Linked DNA regions of Pan troglodytes: region 2 is linked to region 1. A link is a contact called in public HiChIP or PLAC-seq data. All regions are on one chromosome and are shown on one strand. Each heading gives the region's core, a stretch centred on a gene start, on an enhancer-like site or on the middle of the called end of the contact. The rest is flanking DNA. Distances are from core to core; before and after follow the strand shown.

Region 1 (7,211 bases), core at 1,876-4,375:
CCCACTATAGCAACACTCAATCCCTAAAATTTAAAAAGACAAAAGTTTTTACTTATAATCATTAAAATAATGTCTAACTATGTGGTAGTTTCTTCCACTATAAAAAAAAAGGGGCGGAGGGTCTGGGATTTACAATGTAATGTAGGGAATTAGACTACTGTTTTTTTAGTTTTGACTAAAACTCTTATTTTTTTTGTTTTGACACCTCTCGGTTTTTAAAAAATTATTTTTTTGTTGCAATCCTGTTTCCTTTCTGAACAATACCTTTAAAAGACTATTCTGTATTAATAAAATGTAATATTAAAACTATTTTTGAAATGGTTTCGTACATTTTGAAATATATTACATGCACAAATAAGAATTTGGGTATTAAAAATTTAAATTGGCCGGGCACAGTAGCTCACGCCTGTAATCTCAGCACTTTGGGAGGCCGAAGCAGGCGGATCACGAAGTCAGGAGTTTGAGACCAGCATGGCCAACACAGTGAAACCCCATCTCTACTAAAAATACAAAAATTAGCTGGGCATGGTGGTGGGCGCCTGTAGTCCCAGCTACTCGGGAGGCTGAGGCAGGAGAATCGCTTGAACACGGGACGCAGAGGTTGCAGTGAGCCGAGACTGCACCATTGCACTCCAGCCTGGGCGACAGAGCGAGACTCTGTCTCAGAAAGAATAAATTAATTAATTAAATTAAGTCAGGTGTGGTTGCTTACACCTGTAATCCCAGCAATCTGGAAGGGAGAGGTGGTAGGACTGCTTGAGCTCAGGGTTTTGAGATCAACCTAGGCAACCCCATCTCTACAAAAATAAAAATTAAAAAAATCAGCCAGGCGTGGTGGCGCATGCCTGTAGTCCCAGTTACTAGGGAGGCTGAGATGGAAGGATCGCTTAAGCCCTGAGGTCGAGACTGTAGTGAGTTCTGACTGAGCCACTGGAAAACATCAAAACCTTGATCAAAACATCAAAATATGATTCCTGTTTTTTATGTTGTTAAACAGCAATATTTCTGGATGCACATGGAGTCCTTCCCCTGAACTATACATATAAAACATACAGGAGATAAACAATTTAAATGTTTCTAAATCTACACTTTTCTTCCACGCCATCAGAATTAGTCAGTAAAGGTTGCTTTAAAAATATTACACGCCCAAGTACAGAATGACTTTAACAATAAAACTTTACTCAATGCAGTGTCAGCAAGAGGTAAGGATTACAATTGACTTTCAGAGGAAATTCATTGGACATTTAAAGAAAAAAATGTTTCCAATCAGTCTACATTTCCAGAATAACTGATTCTAATTGCCCTGCCCTGCTCTAAATGCATGGGGTGCGCCCCCTGCCCAACTCGTAACAGTCCAAGACCACGGACCACTATGGGCCCAGGTGCACAGCAAGCACCTCGTACTTCGAGAGAAGCCTGAGCACAGAATCTAATCAAATTAGTTCATGTCTTCAAAGGATTTACAACAGGACCGGACAAGTCAGTGACGACTCACCTAAAGTCTGAAGTGATTTCTTTCTTCACCCCTCCCCACCGCCCCCAATCAAAATACTCTAAGAAACAACTGTGGCTCAGAGTCCCTGAGATGGTAAGTGACCACACATGACTCTTGGGAGGACTCATCCTCTCAACTCCCCCAGGATCATAATTATCAAGTGATAAGGAGGTTTCCGAAAAGTGAATTGAGTGGCGACCCAGGGGTTTGGCAAAAGGCGCCTCTAGGCTTGCCCTTTGCTCCAAGAAAAACATTTAAGAATCTAAAGGTTGGTTTTATTAATAAATAGGACGGTGGGCAGAGTAAAAGACATATTTCTGGCTCTATCACTTAACCAGCTGTGTGATCCAGAAAGTCACTTTCCCCTCCGGGCCTATTTCCTTATCTGCAAAATTAAGCGGTTGGCTGAATTTGGTCAGATCACCAGGAAGAAATTCCAGAAAAGTAGTTTTTCTGTGTAATAATTTGGGGGTTGAATGGGTGGGTGCGGAGAGCAGCGGCCAAAGACCTGGTGAACCCCTCTTGCAACCTTCCCATCCGACGAAGGAGACGTAGGAAGGCTTGCCGGGCCGGGCGCCGTGGCTCACGCCTGTAATCCCAATACTTTGGGAGGCCGAGGTGGGCGGATCACCTAAGGTCAGGAGTTTGAAACCAGCCTGGCCAACATGGCGAAGCCCCGTCTCTACTAAAAATACAAAAATTAGCCGGGCTTAGTGGCAGGCACCTGTAATCCCAGCTACTCGGGAGGCTGACGCAGGAGAATCGCTTGAACCCTGGGGGCAGAGGTTGCAGTGAGCCGAGATCGCACCACTGCACTCCAGCCTGGGCAACAGAGCGAGACTCCGTCAAAAAAAAAAAAAAAGCTTGCTGGAGCTGAAAGACGTATTCAGAAAATCTATTTCCTCCAAGATTAGAATTGTGCCCATTTTCTAGATGATGAAACTGAGGCCCAGTCAGATTAGGTAACGCGCCCAAGGTCAGTTTGCAAGTGGCGAAGGCAAGACTCGAACGCCCCGGCCCGGGAGTGTTGCAGCCCCGGCTCTCACCAGCCCCAGGAAGGAGGCACACAGCATCAAGGTGGTGAACCACCGCAGCTTGCTCCCGGTCCCACCGCTCTGCCGGGAGACCACCACCACCTCCGGCTCCGGCTCCTTCTCCGCCGGGGCCTCCGCCTGCAGAAGCCGCTGCCCCGCAGCCGGGGGCCCGGCCCCACGGAGCTCCACCTCTAACTCCAGCTCGGCGGCTCCGGAGAAGTCGTCTTGCTGCCGGCGCGCTTCTCAGCAGAACTTCTGGAGCTCCGAGAAGAGCACTGGCCCCGACCCCAGGCACGGGTGTCCCTCCGGGCGCCACCTCCCAACGGACCGCCCGGAACCGGGGCAGAGAAGAGGAACTTCGGCACGCCGCAGGTGTTCGGGTCAAAAGACGCTCGCTCTCCAGCAAGCAGGCGCATGCGCGGGTCACGTGGCGGAAATGTGGCCTCTAGCCAACCGCTATCGCGCCTCAAGCCGGAAGTTGATGTGGTTGCCTAGGAGACCGGACGTAGCTCTCTAGCCTAGGCATCATACTCAGCTGAGCTCACAGAGGCTGGCGGACGTGCGCCCCATGGCGGAGCGAGCTGAAGTTGCAGCCTGGGACCAGGGAAATCAAGAGGTAAAAATGCGGCCAAACCTTTATGAGGAAAAGGGTCCAAGAATTACACTGTAGCGCCTCGCACCGGCTCCCCGGTCTCCTGGGGAGCGGAGGGAGCCTGAAGAGCTGGTCCTTATACAGCTTTCTGAAATCCCTGAGATCTGTCAATGAATCGCGCATCTTTCACTCCACAAGTATTTGTTGAACGTCATTGTGTAAGTTATCACGTATATTATCTCAATTAACCCTCACAACACTCCAAATTCCACGTTATCCCCGTTGTACAGATAGAAAGATTAAGTCATAGAAAATAATTAACAATCTGCCCAAGCTCAGTCATCGAATTAGTGGCCATATATAAACAGTGTAACAGTAGCTCAAGAAAGAAATCGGGATCCAAAGCTGTGGTTTCAAACACAATTCCTGAAATAATTCAAATTCCTGAAATAATTCCATCGTTGTAAAGAAGTGGAGCGTGGCATCGATTTGAGGAATTTTTTTTTATACTTTAAGTTTTAGGGTACATGTGCACAACGTGCAGGTTAGTTACATATGTATACATGTGCCATGTTGGTGTGCTGCACCCATTAACTCATCATTTAACATTAGGTATATCTCCTAATACTATCCCTCCCCCCTGATTTGAGGAATTGTTTTCCTTTTGCTCTTTAACAAAGCGTACCACAGCCTCAAAATGTTATATACTTTTCTTTGTGGTCTATTTGAAATGTTCTTTTCCACCTGATTCTTCCAACTTTCATCCACTTAGGCTCCCAGACTACAAACCTTAGTCTCATCATCCCTTGCAACCCGTCTCTCCAGACTTATTCGTTTAGTCATTAAGTCTTCCCCCCACCCGCACCCCCACTTTTTTTTTGTTTGTTTTCTTTTTTGAGACAGAGCCTATGTCGCCTGGGCTGGAGTGTTGTGGCGCTTTTTGGTAGAGACGAGTTTTCACCATGTCGGCCAGGCTGGTCTCGAACTCCTGACCTCAAGTGATCCGCCTGCCTTTGGCCTTCCAAAGTGCTGAGATTACAGGTATGAGCCACCATGCCCCGCCAAGCATTTCTTTTTTCTTTCTTTCTTTTTTTATTTTTTTATTTTTTATTTTTTATTTTTTTGAGACGGAATCTCGCTCTGTCGCCCAGGCTGGAGTGCAATGGTGCGATCTCGGCTCACTGCAACCTCTGCCTCCTAGGTTCAAGCGATTCTCCTGCGTCAGCCTCCTGAGTAGCCGGGATTACAGGCGCGTGCTACCACGCACGGCTAATTTTTTTATTTAGTAGAGACGGGGTTTCACCATGTTGGTCAGGCTGGTCTCGAACTCCTGACCTCATGATCCGACCGCCTCGGCCTCCCAAAGTGCTGGGATTACAGGCGTGGGCCACCGCGCCCGGCCCGCCAAGCATTTATTTTAGAGCAGGTCAGCTGGCATTCCTTCATATGAGAATGTCTTTTTTTTTTTTTTGCCCTCCAGTAAGGTTTACTCATTTACATCCCTGCCAATAGGCTGGTCTCAGAGCTGGTTGGAAAGTTCCTTCTTTGATCCAAAAAAAAAAAAAAATCATTTGGGTATGTATCTTTTTCTTTTCTTTCTTTCTTTCTTTTTTTTTCTTTTTTTTTTTTTTTATTGATCATTCTTGGGTGTTTCTCGCAGAGGGGGATTTGGCAGGGTCACAGGACAATAGTGGAGGGAATGTCAGCAGATAAACAAGTGAACAAAGTTCTCTGGTTTTCCTAGGCAGAGGACCCTGCGGCCTTCCGCAGTGTTTGTGTCCCTGGGTACTTGAGATTAGGGAGTGGTGATGACTCTTAACGAACATGCTGCCTTCAAGCATCTGTTTAACAAAGCACATCTTGCACTGCCCTTAATCCATTCAACCCTGAGTGGATACAGCACATGTTTCAGAGAGCACAGGGTTGGGGGTAAGGTCACAGATCAACAGGATCCCAAGGCAGAAGAATTTTTCTTAGTACAGAACAAAATGAAAAGTCTCCCATGTCTACCTCTTTCTACACAGACACGGCAACCATCCGATTTCTCAATCTTTTCCCCGCCTTTCCCCCCTTTCTATTCCACAAAACCGCCATTGTCTTCATGGCCCGTTCTCAATGAGCTGTTGAGTACACCTCCCAGATGGGGTGGTGGCCGGGCAGAGGAGCTCCTCACTTCCCAGTAGGGGCGGCCGGGCAGAAGCGCCCCTCACCTCCAGGACGGGGCGGCTGGCCGGGCGGGGGGCTGACCCCCCACCTCCCTCCCTGACGGGGCGGCTGGCCGGGCAGAGGGGCTCTTCACTTCCCGGTAGGGGCGGCCGGGCAGAGGCGCCCCTCACCTCCCGGACAGGGCGGCTGGCCAGGCGGGGGGCTGACCCCCCCACCTCCCTCCCGGACGGGGCGGCTGGCCGGGCGGGGGGCTGACCCCCCCACCTCCCTCCCGGACGGGGCGGCTGGCCGGGCGGGGGGCTGACCCCCCCACCTCCCTCCTGGACAGAGCGGCTGGCCGGGCAGAGGGGCTCCTCACTTCCCAGAAGGGGCGGCCGGGCAGAGGCGCCCCTCACCTCCCGGACGGGGCGGCTGGCCAGGCGGGGGGCTAACCCCCCCACCTCCCTCCCGGACGGGGCGGCTGGCCGGGCCGGGGGCTGACCCCCCACCTTCCTCCCAGACAGAGCGGCTGGCCGGGCAGAGGGGCTCCTCACTTCCCAGTAGGGGCGGCCGGGCAGAGGCGCCCCCCCACCTCCTGGACAGGGCGGCTGGCCGGGTGGGGGGCTGATCCCCCCACCTCCCTCCCGGACGGGGCGGCTGGCCAGGCGGGGGGCTGATCCCCCCACCTCCCTCCCGGACGGGGCGGCTGGCCGGGCGGGGGGCTGACCCCCACACCTCCCTCCCGGATGGGGCGGCTGGCCGGGCAGGGGGCTGACCCCCCCACCTCCCTCCCGGACGGGGCGGCTGGCCGGGCAGAGGGGCTCCTCACTTCCCAGTAGGGGCGGCCGGGCAGAGGCACCCCTCACCTCCCGGACGGGGCGGCTGGCCAGGCGGGGGGCTGACCCCCCCCACCTCCCTCCCGGACGAGGCGGCTGGCCGGGCAGAGGGGCTCCTCACTTCCCGGTAGGGGTGGCCGGGCAGAGGCGCCCCTCGCCTCCCGGACGGGGCGGCTGGCCGGGCGGGGGGCTGACCCCCCCACCTCCCTCCCGGACGAGGAGGGAGGACGCTCCTCACTTCTCAGACGGGGCGGTTGCCAGGCAGAGGGTCTCCTCACTTCTCAGACAGGGCGGCCGGGCAGAGACACTCCTCACATCCCGGACGGGGCGGCAGGGCAGAGGTGCTCCCCACATCTCAGACGATGGGCGGCTGGGCAGAGACGCTCCTCACTTCCCAGATGGGATGGCGGCCGGGAAGAGGTGCTCCTCACTTCCTAGATGGGATGGCGGCCGGGCAGAGACGCTCCTCACTTTCCAGACTGGGCAGCCAGGCAGAGGGGCTCCTCACATCCCAGACGATGGGCGGTCAGGCGGAGACGCTCCTCACTTCCCAGACGGGGTGGCTGCCAGGCAGAGGCTGCAATCTCGGCACTTAGGGAGGCCAAGGCATGCGGCTGGGAGGTGGTTGTAGCAAGCCGAGATCACGCCACTGCACTCCAGCCTGGGCGCCATTGAGCACTGAGTTAACGAGGCTCCGTCTGCAATCCCGGCACCTCGGGAGGCCGAGGCTGGCGGATCACTCGCGGTTAGGAGCTGGAGACCAGCCCAGCCGACACATCGAAACCCCGTCTCCACCAAAAAAAATACGAAAACCAGTCAGGCGTGGCGGCGCGCGCCTGCAATCGCAGGCACTCGGCAGGCTGAGGCAGGAGAATCGGGCAGGGAGGTTGCAGTGAGCTGAGATGGCAGCAGTACCGTCCAGCTTCGGCTCGGCATCAGAGGGAGACCGTGGAAAGAGGGGAGAGGGGAGAGGGGGGAGGGGAGAGGGGGGAGGCCTTTTTTTTTCTCTTTTAACTAGAGACCGAGAATGTCTTTATTTCACTTTGATTCCTGAAAATATTTTCACTGAAAATAGAGTTCTGGGCTAACAGTTATTTCCTTTCAGCACA
Region 2 (7,211 bases), core at 1,783-4,282, 230 kb before region 1:
AAGTGATTTTACTGTTTCTCAATGAATCAGACTTCTGGATATGAACATTTTACTATATTTTCACATACATTATCTCATTTGAGCCTTATAACATCCCTGAGAAGTTAAAACAGGAATTACTATCCATTTCACAGATGAGGAAATAAATTCCAAAAAATAAGTGAGCACTTAGCTAAATGATGGTTTAATATTCACATTCTCTGACTCAAAATTCCAGAACTTTTTCTTACTTCAGGAAGAATATACATATAAAACACATTTGATAGTGGTTAATTAGGGGGCTATTGTCAGGTTTTCAATTTGAGCATCAACTTAAAACTAAATTACATGCAATGAACACAACATTCCTAATTTCATGCTGCAAATGTTTTTCTTCAAGAGTGAACATTCTTGGAGTTCTAGAAGGATTTGACTTGTGGTTGCAACTGCCTTTTCTTAAAGTAAATAATGTTGATTCAAGAGGTAAGGGTAAAGAAACCCCCTTCTAGAAATCGCAAATCTGTTAATTTGATGCTTTTACCATTTTCTAGTTAGGAATATTATAATTTAAAAGTTATGGATACACTGATTATAATATAGTACAAGGATTCTCAATTTTATTTTGCTTAAGAATCACGGGGTGGCAAGTAGTGTTGCTAACAATACAGATTCCCAGGCCCCATCCCCCAAAATATAATTCAGTAAGAGCCAAAATATCAACACTTAAAGAATTCTAGGTGTCATGGAACACTGAGAATCACTGATATTGTGTATCTGACATTCGGCGTGTACAAAATATTTATTTTATAAAAAATACATTTTAGCATGGTAGTCATATTTTAAAATCACTTCTATAGCCTTCTAAAATTTCAAATCAAGAGATTTTGCCTCTTAAAAATATTAGCTAATTTCCAGCATATTAGTAGAAATCTTGCCACGTATGTTTATAATCATGCTCTGAGGTTAAAAACTACAAGCTAATTTACTGTAGTAATCAGTCTCAAATCCCTCGGAGCGTAAGTTCTTATTATAGCATTTATATGTTAGGGAATTTATAGACAGCTTCTTACCAGTGAGCTGTCTCTTTGGGCCTTTTGATTTTCCTATTTGAAAATCCACAACGGTTCCAAACGAGTAGCTCTCACACCACTTCAAATACGTGGCAACCTGGTAACCATTAAAATGCACCTGTATAACACACAAATGTAAAAGAACGATCTCTACTTGGATGGGTTAGAAATGTGTCAAGGGTCCTAATTCAGGGGCAAATTTCGAACTTGAACCCACGCTTTCTGCCTCCTACAGTTTGCATCTTTTTGTTGAGAAGAAACCCTTCAGGATTAGTTTTTAAGAGAAACCTTCCCGTTTTACATATGTAGAAACTGAGCCCAAAGAAACAAAATTATTTGTCCAAGGTCACGCCCAATATCAGTGGCCAAGTCAGAGAGGAACCCCTTGTTTCCAATTTAATAGCCAAGCCAGCTGCATGTTACTACTCTTTAAAACAAAAATTCCCTAACCGCATCGCTTCACCCCCTCCCGATTTTTGAATAAAGTTGTTTATTCAAAACGGCCCTTCCCCACGGTGGTGCTTTTATGCCTTCGGGTAGTAAAACCTTCCATAACGTGTTAGTGAAAAACACGAGGAGGCCACGTCTAACGCGGTGACTTTCACAGGCCTTTTTCTTTGGCCAAAATTTTCTCGGAAAGACTGTTAATCCTACATTCCGCTGGGGGAGGAGCGACGAGGGAGGAGGGAGGTCACCGGCAGCTAACAAGTCCTTACATGTACTTGCGCGTGCCCGGGACGCAGCCTGCGGGGCCGAGGAAACCAACGAAGGATGTATTAGGACGAGAGGGAAGGAAGGGGGCGGGAGAAAAACACGGTAGTGGGAAATCCCTGTGCACTGGATCTGCCAACCCCTCGCAAAGCTGAGAAGAGCCGTGCGTGAATAAATCTCATTAAATGGCCCGGCGCAGACACTGCGGCAGCAAAGAGGAGGGGGGCACCGCGGCTCGCGCGGCACGTTCGGGAAGGGGGAACGCCAGGGCGGCCCTTTTATAGGCCGAAGCCCGCGCCCGCGCCCGCGCGCCCCCACCCTTCGCACCGCCCCCGGGCCACGCGCGGAGCCGCGGCGTTACCTGAGAAGGGCCGGCTGCGTCCGCACCCGGCCCCGCCCGTTCCGCCGCCCGCCCGCTCTTCCCTCCCGCGAGGCCGCAGCGGCACGAGATCTGCGCCTCGCCTCCCTCCTCACGCGGGCGGATTTTCTTACCTTGTGAAAAACCGTCTCAGCGGCTGCCCCCGCCTCCTCTGCTGGATGTGAAATGGCGGTCGGCGAGGCAAGTGTGAGCATCGCAGCTCCTGCCAATCCTGCATAGCCGCCAAAACGGCCCCGAACACTGGCGCCCCCCTCCCGCAACCCCCTCGGAGCCCATCCATGAGATCGGTGCTCCGCCGCCCCTTCCGCTGCCCCTCACCCAGGTGACCGTGCCCGCCAGCCGAGTCATCGATCCCGCGCGGGTCCTGCCGGCCGCCGGCCGCCTCCCTCGCCGCGTGCCCGGGGAGGGGGAGAAAGCCCCTTCTCGGCCCCCGCCCTCCGTGTCCCGCCTGGGCGCCCGCCCTCTCGCTCCTTTTCCCGCCGAGCCCCCTCCCCCGCACTACTCGCAGCCTCCCTTCGCCACACACACCCCCCCTCTCCCCTCCCTCCAGTGGTTGCGTCCGTGACATCATCATCATGGCAACAAGAGCTGCAGCCTGGGACCGAGGAGCCCGTGTGATTCCCGGCGGTGGCGGCAGTGGCGGCAGCACCAGCACCGACGAAAGCTCGAGGGCTTCTCTCCTGCGGCCCCTTGCCGGGTGCTCCTGAGGAGGCGGCGGCAGCAGCGCCTATACCGCCCCGCCCGCCGCTCCTCGAGGTGCCTCTGTGTGAGGGGAGGGGGCCGTGCCGAGAAGGGGAGGGGGCGCCGCCGCCGCTGCGGAGGGAGCCGCCGCCGCTGCTGCTGCCGCTGCCGGGTCGCCAGTGAAGGGAGGCAGTGGCGGCGGCGGCGAACATGTTTTCAGTAAGGATAGTGACTGCAGACTACTACATGGCCAGCCCGCTGCAGGGGCTGGATACCTGCCAATCCCCCCTCACCCAGGCCCCTGTCAAGAAGGTGCCGGTGGTGCGAGTCTTCGGAGCGACCCCGGCAGGTAAGCGGGCGCCGGGCGCGGGGCGGGAGCGGGAGTCGGCGGGGCGCCGGGGCCGCCCTCCCCGCCGCGCACACGCGCGCACGCCGCCGGCGCCGGCCGTCTCCGTGGATCGCTGCCGCGTCTTCCCTCCCCTCCGCCCTCCTCGCCTTTTCTCTCGTGCGTGACAAGAGGCGCAAAAATGTGGGTCCGCGCGAGCGCTGCGCGGCGCCCCCACCCCCGGGCAGGGAGGTGGCGAGCGCCGCGTGTTTACACTGCGTGTGGCGGCCGGGAGCGGGAGCCGCACTCCAGGGCGCGGGCCGGGAGAGCGAAAGCCGCGGGCGCCCCGGACGGCGGGCCAGGTGGCCGCGCCATGTCCATCGGTGGACGGGTTCGTAGGGCCTGCTCTGAGGTCGGTCGCTAGTGGGACATCCCTTGTGTCCCCCAAGTGCCGCTTTCTGGAAACGGGGAAGTGTCAGCCTTGTTGTCAGTCGCTCCCCATGGTCTCTTCTCACCCTCGCTCTCCTCTGCCAGTTCCGGAGATGCAGTGGGCCGGAGAGAGTGGCGCTTGGGGCCAGATAATCTTTCTCACTGGGGTGACCGTGTGGCTCTGCTGTGAGTGCAGGTCGTGACTCCTTAGAGTTTAGTGCCTGAGCGTCTGGGGACAGGGCAGCATCCTTAGGTGCAGTGCTTTCAGGAAATGTGCATCCATGGAAGTAGGAAATGCGTGTTTATGTTGCCCAATCTAAAACATCACACTTAATGGGGTGAATTTATTAGGAACCACAGCCAGACTCAGCAGCACAGACATTTTGAAATGCTCCTAGGCTGGGCTGTAGGATTGCGTTTTAAGTACAGGTATATATTTTTTAAACACACCTATGTTGAAGAAGGGGTGGGAAGGGGAGACAGCCGTGACAGAAGGTACGTTCTCAAAAACTCTTGGGGCTTATGATAATATAAAAAAGATAGAGGCCCAATTTACTAGGTGTTTTAAAATGGTTTTGCTTTTTTGCATGCTTTGAACTGCTTCTATGAAATAATGGAGTTCTAGGAAATAATGCATCTTAGGAAAGGTTGTTCTTCCCTCTAGCTATGAATTGCCCTATGGGATTTTAGATAGCATTTCCCACTTGATGCTCCTTGCCCTCATCACCATTCATCTTATTACTACAGTCATTTTCTGTGGACTACCAAGATAATAGCGCTTTCCCAAACACAAGCACTCATTTTAAACCAGTTATCTTTTAATGTGAATTCTCTTTGTTAAAATGTCAATGTCGTGAGATTTGGTAGCATATTCCTATTTAAACTAGTGAATATGATCTTGATATGAACCTTGAAAGATGGGGATATTTGAGTGCTTTTAACGTGTTGAAAGTGTAACACTTGAAACTTTGGAGGCTGGGAAATCGAGGCGATGAAGTGTTCTATAAGATAGGTTTTCTGCCCTTTTAAATATAGTGGTGCTGTCTTTGTTTCCAATTGGAATTTCAGTGTAATGCACTGTTCTCACTTCAGATGCAGAGGAAGGATAAAATAGTGAAGTTGATATGGCCCTGTTCAGCCAAATTTCCGAATCATAAAGTGACATGCTAATAAGATATACTGTGGCATTTCTGTGTATTACAGCTTGTATGGTTTGAGTTACTTTTCCACACATAATTTTTTCTCCTCCACACAAGCCATTAAATATGTTTCCCTGAGAGATAGTCGAGCTTTGTTGTATAGGAAAGTTTCGTTTGTGGAAATAAATGAGTTTCACTGTAAGCTAATGTAATTCTATTACGTGAGGAAATGTTCCTTAAAAAATAAAGAATATTATATACTGTTGTTTTCCTGAATATTTTTTAAAAGACACATTAACTATTTCCTATTTCATCCTTCATGGACATCCCACAATAGATTACCAGCGCCTTAAAAAAAAAAAACAAAAACGAAAAAACCAAAGACTAAAAACCCCCATTGGGGTTTTTTTTTTTGGTACATACTTTGAAATTTATATTTTAAATGAATTAAAAAGTAACACTTTTATATGTACATTGAAAGACATAAAACTTGATATAGAGAAAGTCAAATTTTAAATTGTTAAGGATTATCAAATTGAATTTGCCATGTAGTTCACAGTTTCCAACAAAATGTTTGTTTCAACAAGAAAAAATTTGAAGTCATTGGCATACATTTAGAGTTTACACTTTTCATAAACCAAGCCAGCATTTTTATTAGCACGTCAGAAACTCCCAGTGAGATTAATATTAATTAAACATAATCAAAAACTGCAGAATTACCTGCTTTTGAATTATCTCCCCAAGGAAAACTAGTCCAATAAAATAAAACTTGAAAATTATTAATATAAAAGAGAGGCCAGTCTGACTTAGTAAAACTCTGAATGCTAGAATTTTTAATGAAGACAGATTTATTTGAAAGTAAAGATGTAAACATAATGCAAAGATATAAACATGGTTTGTATTATATCTTTATAGTTTATATCTTTACTAACAAGTAAAGTAAGGTAATAAAAATGTGTAACACATGATAAACCTATGCTACATAAAATAGCATAAACATACTTTTTTCATATATAAGAATTACTTTGGGAGGTCCTTAATGCTTTACTTTGGTTTGGAGAGAAAATGTTTTAAAATTGAGTTTGCCTTACAAATGAGATCCTGAAAAATAGCAACCAAAGATATTTTTTCTCAAATGAAGTGGCTGTTTCAAAATTATATTACAAATTCTGAACTGATTGGATTAATACCCTTTTACTAGTTTAGTTTTTCTATTATTGCATGAAAAGCATTTTTCTGCTTTAGAAAACCGTCCAGTTGACTTTTGATTGTTCTGTGTTTTGAGGACGTATCTTGAGTAATTTAAGAAATAAAGTGTTTTGGGTTTAAAAGCTCCCATGTCTTAAGTTGGTGAAATTTGAAAAGGTATTTTTAAAAAGAGGGATATTCAGGGCTGGGTGCTGTGGCTCATGCCTGTAATCCCAACACTTTGGAAGGCAGAGGCAGGAGGATCGCTTGAACCCAGGAGTTGGAGACCAGCCTGGGCGACATAGTCTGTACAAAACAAACAAACAAACAAAATTGGCTGGGCATGGTGGTGTGCACCTGTAGTACTAGCTATTTGGAAAGCTGAGACAGGAGAATCGCTTCAGCCCAGAAGGTTGAGGCTGCAGTGAGCCAAGATCACGCCACTGCACTCCAGCCTGGGCAACAGAGCAAGATCCTGTCTTTAAAAAAAAAAAAAAAAAGTTGGGGGGGGGGATATTCAGATTTGAATGGTAAATCCTGACTGATTTAATCCCTTGCCAACTGAGGATATTGATTCCTAAGGGAATCACTTAAAGTTTCTTCATCTGAGTTATGGAATTTTTTAAAAAACAAAAACAAATTTCCTCTCCATTTTTTAAACTAGTTTTTAAAATGTCTTGAACATTATTTTGACATAATCAAATTGAGCAGTATCATTTGTAGAATAAATTGTTAATTTTTTCTTTTATAACAACATTTTGGTAACTTGTTTTAATGGAGGGAAGAAAGGTTGTGAATAAAGTATAGGACAATGTTTTTTCATTTAGATTTGAATATAGGTGTGACCACTCAGAGGATTCACTACAAATGAAATCATCAGGCTTCATTTAAGGATTTGACTGAGGTGGACTTGGGAAGCTGTCCATTTTCCACATCTCGACTTTTGCTTAGTTGCTTGATGTAACTCACTTCATGCTGAGTTTAGACAGCTCTCACAGTTTCCTCAGCACCAGGTTAAACAGAACTATCCTTTCAAAGAGCTTCCCTGCTGAGATGCAGAGTAGGAGTAAATAGAAGAGTGTGGGATGTCCACAAAGCAAGTAATTAAACAAAGTAGGCCAGACAGACTATAGAGGGAGCTGCTTGTCTTTAAGATTACTCTAAGGAACTCTGCCACTTCCTCTAGCTTAGTGAATATTTTGGTAGATTGTTCTAGATACTGTTAGCCATGAAATCAAGCTTTTCAACATAAGGAATTGATAATTCTGAAATGCTATATAAGTTTATGTAGATGCTTATCCAATTATAAA

The links. HiChIP or PLAC-seq counts read pairs in DNA pulled down with a chosen protein or histone mark.
Region 2: a contact with region 1 is called in an H3K4me3 HiChIP or PLAC-seq map of stem cell-derived excitatory neurons, with 2.4 times the contacts expected there. The contact joins the promoter of LOC741253 here to the promoter of MFSD4B in region 1. A contact is called at or near these places in 1 of 7 Hi-C or Micro-C datasets (stem cell-derived neural progenitor cells) and 1 of 1 datasets of contacts at active chromatin or transcription factors (stem cell-derived excitatory neurons).

The regions. Positions count from the first base shown.
Region 1 is chr5:123,174,893-123,182,103 of NHGRI_mPanTro3-v2.0_pri, reverse strand. It overlaps MFSD4B (major facilitator superfamily domain containing 4B), which reads right to left and starts at 3,125. Exons shown (of 4, transcript XM_527474.8): 1 at 2,542-3,125; 2 at 1-23. The coding sequence starts at 2,568.
Region 2 is chr5:123,407,374-123,414,584 of NHGRI_mPanTro3-v2.0_pri, reverse strand. It overlaps LOC741253, which reads right to left and starts at 3,032. Exons shown (of 4, transcript XM_063813277.1): 1 at 2,943-3,032; 2 at 2,253-2,866. The coding sequence starts at 3,032. It overlaps REV3L (REV3 like, DNA directed polymerase zeta catalytic subunit), which reads left to right and starts at 2,732. Exons shown (of 32, transcript XM_003950901.6): 1 at 2,732-3,169. The coding sequence starts at 3,031. LOC134807019 (a long non-coding RNA gene) reads right to left here and starts at 2,198. Exons shown (of 3, transcript XR_010157768.1): 1 at 2,122-2,198; 2 at 1,050-1,167.